Regions from separate parts of the Danio rerio genome. Here region 1 is linked to region 2. Evidence: chromatin contacts called from public Hi-C data. All regions are on one chromosome and are shown on one strand. The core of a region is the stretch at or near the end of the contact, and the rest is flanking DNA. Distances in the headings are between cores, read along the strand shown.

Evidence for each region. Hi-C and Micro-C count contacts between places; a contact is called where the count stands out from the background.
Region 1: a contact with region 2 is called in a Hi-C map of an unstated tissue, with 8 times the contacts expected there. The contact joins the promoter of pcdh18b here to the enhancer-like site in region 2. A contact is called at or near these places in 3 of 18 Hi-C or Micro-C datasets (caudal fin, embryo and an unstated tissue) and 2 of 4 datasets of contacts at active chromatin or transcription factors (caudal fin and embryo).

Annotation. Positions count from the first base shown.
Region 1 is chr14:46,749,600-46,752,392 of GRCz12tu, forward strand. pcdh18b (protocadherin 18b) reads left to right here and starts at 1,410. Exons shown (of 4, transcript NM_001115099.1): 1 at 1,410-2,793. The coding sequence starts at 1,498.
Region 2 is chr14:46,520,383-46,523,229 of GRCz12tu, forward strand. It overlaps a transcript of fgfrl1b not described here. Among named protein-coding and RNA genes, the nearest start is that of slc7a11, 34 kb to the left of the region's middle. Within about 2 kb of position 1,424, at least 13 of the 62 cell types and tissues checked have an H3K27ac peak or open chromatin away from gene starts, as enhancers often do.

The sequences.
Region 1 (2,793 bases), core at 160-2,659, 230 kb after region 2:
TGTGTTCATCAGAACGCATCTTGTATAAACATTAAGATAAAATCAGGATGCAACTGAACATATAGTATTTGAAACATCGAGTGTTTGCGCGCAACAACAAAACGCACTAAGCGCAACGGAAAAGATGCGTCACGGGCAAAAAGTTCGCGTAGGTTTGTTAGCTAAAAGCATTAAGTGAAAATTCCATTCTTGCACTTTTGAAAAATAAGTATTTCTTGCAAGACTGATATGATTTTGCTTTTCTGGACATTCGAACCAGATGGCCCTGAAACTTCCAGAAGCTCATGTTTGCTTTTTGTTTGTGGGTGAACGCGCATGATGATGCTAATGCGGTGGAATCAGAGATGGTGAGTCGTAAAGTGGCATTGTTCACTGGGGGGAGAGTGTGACCTCTATGAGAAATCACATTGACTGGGGGTTAACGGAGGTTGGGGGAATCCTTTTCAAAGCGCGCGATTCGCCACGCGCGCAGATTTCTCCACGAGACACAATAGCGCGCTGATGGGTTCCCAGATATCCTCCAGTTCCCCGTCATACTCACCATTATAGCATGAGATTAAACTTTTTTTGAGATAGCTGTGTGCAATAGTACTATATACTGCATAGTATAATATGTGCGCAATATTATAACGGGTAGTTATTTTTACGCATTATTAAATATTAAAGTATTTCAAACTTACGATTTAAAACACGATAACAATGTAAAAGGTTTAACTGCTAATCTTTTTGGGGGAATCAAAATGATTGTAGTGTGCATTGCGCGTAAAATCACTTTATTTAAAGTTAAAAGTCGAAAGAAAACGCTTTAAATCTTTAAAATGACGCAAATTCTAAGTTAAATTGGTGGAAACAAATATGTTACAATAATGAAAACATTAGTAAAGTAAGAAGTAACCCAAAGTGTGCCAGGGTGACACGAGAAACGTTGGCCTTGAATACATGTGTCTATTTTCTATTGTTATGGCACACTTCTGAAACTCTGTCCTCCTCATGGCGAGATCTGCTTGCCAGCTCCACCACAATCACTGCTCTTTCTTTCCTTCATTCACCCTTTTCTTTTCTTTTCTTTTCTTTTCAGGGATGTACAGCCGTGGGGCGAGGAGAGGAGGCTGGAGTTTGGAGAGGGTGGGGGCCACGGTCTGAGGTGAGCTGCAAGGGGCTAGTCAGTGTTCTCAGAGTCACAGACAGAGCACACACACACACACACACTCGCGCGCGCGCAAGGAGCTGCGCCTCCCACACACCCGCGCACCAACTCACACACAGTCAGACGGAGAGGAAAGTGGATGTGTGCAGCCGCAATACCGCGTCCTGATGCTTCTTCTGAGCCACTGAAAACGCGGAGAGAGGGGGAGTGCTGGTTCCACCACTCTACACGCTTTTGCTTGAAATCTATGCACAGCATTCGAGGATTTATCATGCTTTAATCTACACCGAACAATCCACCAGCCAGTCTTCTGTGTGTGTGGAATAACAACTTCGCGCACGTCTTCAAATATGGGAACAACTAAGCACTCCAGCGACTGGAATGTTTTGTTTTGCAAGACGCTTCTGAAACTTATGCTTCTGGCGGCCGTGGCGCACAATGTTTCGGGGAAGACTTTAAAATACAAAGTTCTGGAAGAGCAAAGAGTTGGGACGGTAATCGCCAGGCTGAAAGAGGATGTAGCCGGTCTGTTAGCCAAACTCCCGAGCTCCGTGTCTCCGCGCTTCAGAGCGATGCAGAGAGGCAGCACCCCTCTGCTCTCCGTGCGCGAGGAGGACGGAGAGATCAGCATAGCCACCAAAATCGACCGAGAAAAGCTTTGTGAGAAAAACTTAAACTGCACTATCGAGTTCGACGTGATTACTATTCCCACAGAATACCTCCAACTGTTTCACATTCAAGTGGAAGTGTTGGACATCAACGACAACGCTCCGCAGTTTTCGCGCGCCATCATCCCTATAGAGATATCCGAGAGCGCGTCTGTGGGCACACGCTTCCCTCTGGATAGCGCGGTAGACCCGGATGTCGGGGAAAACGCGCTGCACACCTACTCGCTCACTCGGAATAACTTTTTCAAAATCGATATCAGGACGCGAACGGACGGCGCAAAGTACGCGGACCTTGTTGTAATGAGAGAACTTGACAGGGAAACACAGTCCAGTTATCAACTACAACTCACAGCTTCAGACTCTGGCGTACCGCCGAAATCTGGCTCAACTCTGCTTAAAATCAGCATATCTGATTCCAACGATAATAGCCCGGCGTTTGACGAGCAGGCTTACGTGGTCAACCTCCTGGAAAATTCATCACTGGGGACGCTCTTGGTAGACTTGAACGCTACAGACCCGGATGAAGGCAATAATGGCAAAATCGTGTATTCTTTCAGCAGCCACGTGCCCCCCAAAATCCTAGAGACTTTCAAAATTAACCCAGATAATGGCCACATCACTCTTATTAAGAAAGTTGACTACGAAACCACGTCTTCATATGAAATAGATGTGCAGGCTCAGGATATGGGTCCCAACTCCATTCCAGGCCACTGTAAAATAATAATCAAAGTGGTCGACGTCAACGACAACAAGCCAAAAATCAACATCAACCTCATGACTCAGGGCAAAGAGGAGGTGGCCTACATCTCAGAGGCCTCCCCTGTTGATACCTTCATCGCATTAGTGCGAGTGGATGACAGTGACTCGGGTATAAACGGTGAGGTTGTGTGCCGTCTTCATGGCCATGGGCATTTTCGCCTGCAGAAGACCTACGAGAACAACTACATGATTCTCACAAATGTGTCTCTGGACCGTGAG
Region 2 (2,847 bases), core at 174-2,673:
GTGTTTATATTTGCTTATGCATTTATTTTGCTTAAAAGTTATATTTGCTGTTAGGGAAAATCAATTTGTTCACTTCTTCTATTCATACATTGACTTTGCATTTTAATTTATTCTTTAATTGCATATAGGTATCATAGATTGCTATGCATCCATCCATCCAATCATCTATCCATCCATCCATCCATCCATCCATCCATCCATCCATCCATCCATCCATCCATCCATCCATCCATCCATCCATCCGTTTAACAATTCATCTATACATCCATTCATCTATCATCAATCTATCTGTCTACCTATAAATATATCTATCCACCCATTCATCCATCCGTCTGTCTATTTATCCATCCATCCCTCTGCCTATTAATTTCTCCATCCATTGATCTGCCCATCCATCCATCCATCCATCCATTCATCCATCCATCCATCCATCCATCCCACTATCCATCTGTTTATCAATCCATCTATTCATTCATCCATTCATCCCACCATCCATCCATCCATCCATCCATCCCACTATCCATCTGTTTATCAATACATCTATTCATTCATCCATTCATCCCACCATCTATCCATCCATCCATCCATCCATCCCACTATCCATCTGTTTATCAATCCATCTATTCATTCATCCACTCATCCCAACATCCATCCATCCATCCATCCGTTTATTTATTGATATATCTGTCTATCAATTTAGCCCTCTATCCATCTTTCTTTGCATACATCCATCTTTCCATCCACCAATACATACATCAATCTGTCTATCCATTTAGCCCTCCATCTCTTCATCCATCCATCCATCCTTGATGCTGCCATTTGGCACAAATCCATAAATTTTTCCTTTCTGGCTGTTCTTTCTATTAAAAAATTCTTTAGACGTACTGCACAGGCAGAAAATATGTCTCTCCATATCTCCTAGTAAAAATCTATGTTATTGCACAACAATTACCCAGCTTTTTGGCTAAAAAAAAAAAAATATATATATATATCACTCAGTCTGTAACTTGGTGGTCAGTGGGAGATGTATTGTATTCCCCCAATGGTGTGATGTCACTTGAAAACTATCAATTGTGGACCAGTGACTGAAATAACAGACATGCAAAACCCAATTCAATTTTTACTGCAGCCAATGTTTGCACCAGAATGATTGAACCATTTCACTATGATGATTTAATATTTCCTTATTTAATACCTCACTTACTGTACATAGCCTCCTAGAAAAGAATACAGTAAGAAAAAGTTTTAAAAAATGAGATGGCTGAGGTTGAAAATGTTAGTTCACCCACATAATCATATCAACGTGAGCTTGTGTGTTAAAGTGTGTGTGTGTGTTTTGGCAGCACCAGGGGTCTCGTATCGCAGGCAGCACGGCTCAAATGACTTTGTGAATAAGTTGAAGCTGGTGAACCAGGATCGAGTGCCAAGATCATGGCACCGGCCCAGCGCACTAACACACACACGCAAACACACTCGAGTGAACATACAGTACATCCCTGCCATTGTTGGACATCTGCCCGGTACAACAACATCAAGAGGAGGCCAGCTCCAGGGACGGGCCTTATGCCATTACAACAAGGAGAAGCATGTCTGCACACACCAGTTCATTCACACAGACTGGAGGGGCAGGTGTACAGTGCGGTTAGCACAGTTATACATCACCACAGACTTTTCATCGGATTTTCAGCCTACAATCTTCCCTAGATGGAGTATGAGGGACACAGTGCTCTGTGCTGATATAGAGGTCACTTAAGAGACAGTGGAAATGACTAAGATATCAGAATGGACTGTTTTTTAATTTTTTTAAAATTTGGTAATAATAACAATAATAATAATAATAATAATAATAATAATAATAATACATCCCAGTGATGGGTTGCAGCGTGAAAAGCATTCGCTGCGTAAAACATATGCTGGACATGTTGGCGGTTCATTCCACTGTGGCGACCCCTGGTTAATAAAGGGACTTAGCCGAAAAGAAAATTAATGTATGAATGAATAAGAATTCATTCATTTATTTTCCTTCAGCGGAATGAACTGTCGCCTTATCACTCATATGTTTTATACAGCGAATGCCTTTCCAGCTGCAACCCAGTACTGGGAAACATCCAAACACTCTCATTCACGCACATATACTATGGCCAAGTTAGTTTATTCAGTTCATTCATATTGCAAACTCCACACAGAAATGCCAGCTTAGGACTCGAATCAGCAACCTTCTTGCTGTGAGGTGACAGTGCTAACCACTGAGCCACCATGTTGCTCAATAATAACAACAACAACAACAACAACAACAACAACAACAACAACAACAACAAATAAACAAACAGACAAACAAACAAATAGGCAAATAAATAAATAAATAAATAAATAAATAAACAAACAAACAAATAAATAAATAAATAAATAAACAAACAAATAAATAAATAAATAAAATACACCATTATAATTGACATATTATCACATGCAGTGCAAATGCAGTGTATGAGAACTAAATATATATATTTGTTTGTGAAATAATGTGACTGTAAAATATAGTTTACATTGAAAAATATGACATTTAATTTACAATACATTAAATATTATTTATAATAGATATGTATAAATGTAATTATTTTGTGTGAAGATATTTTAAAATATTTTATCCTTGTAATTCAATGATGAATTTTCAGCATCATTACTAATCATTTCTTCAACATGATGAGTTACTACAGACAGCAGTAACTACTTTAGAAATGAAACATTTGTTTCAGCTTCATATTTTCAAAGAAACTTCTGAGGATTTTTTGAGTTAAAACTAGTTTGTCATTTAATTCATTGCGTTTCTGCTGAATAAATGTAAAAAAA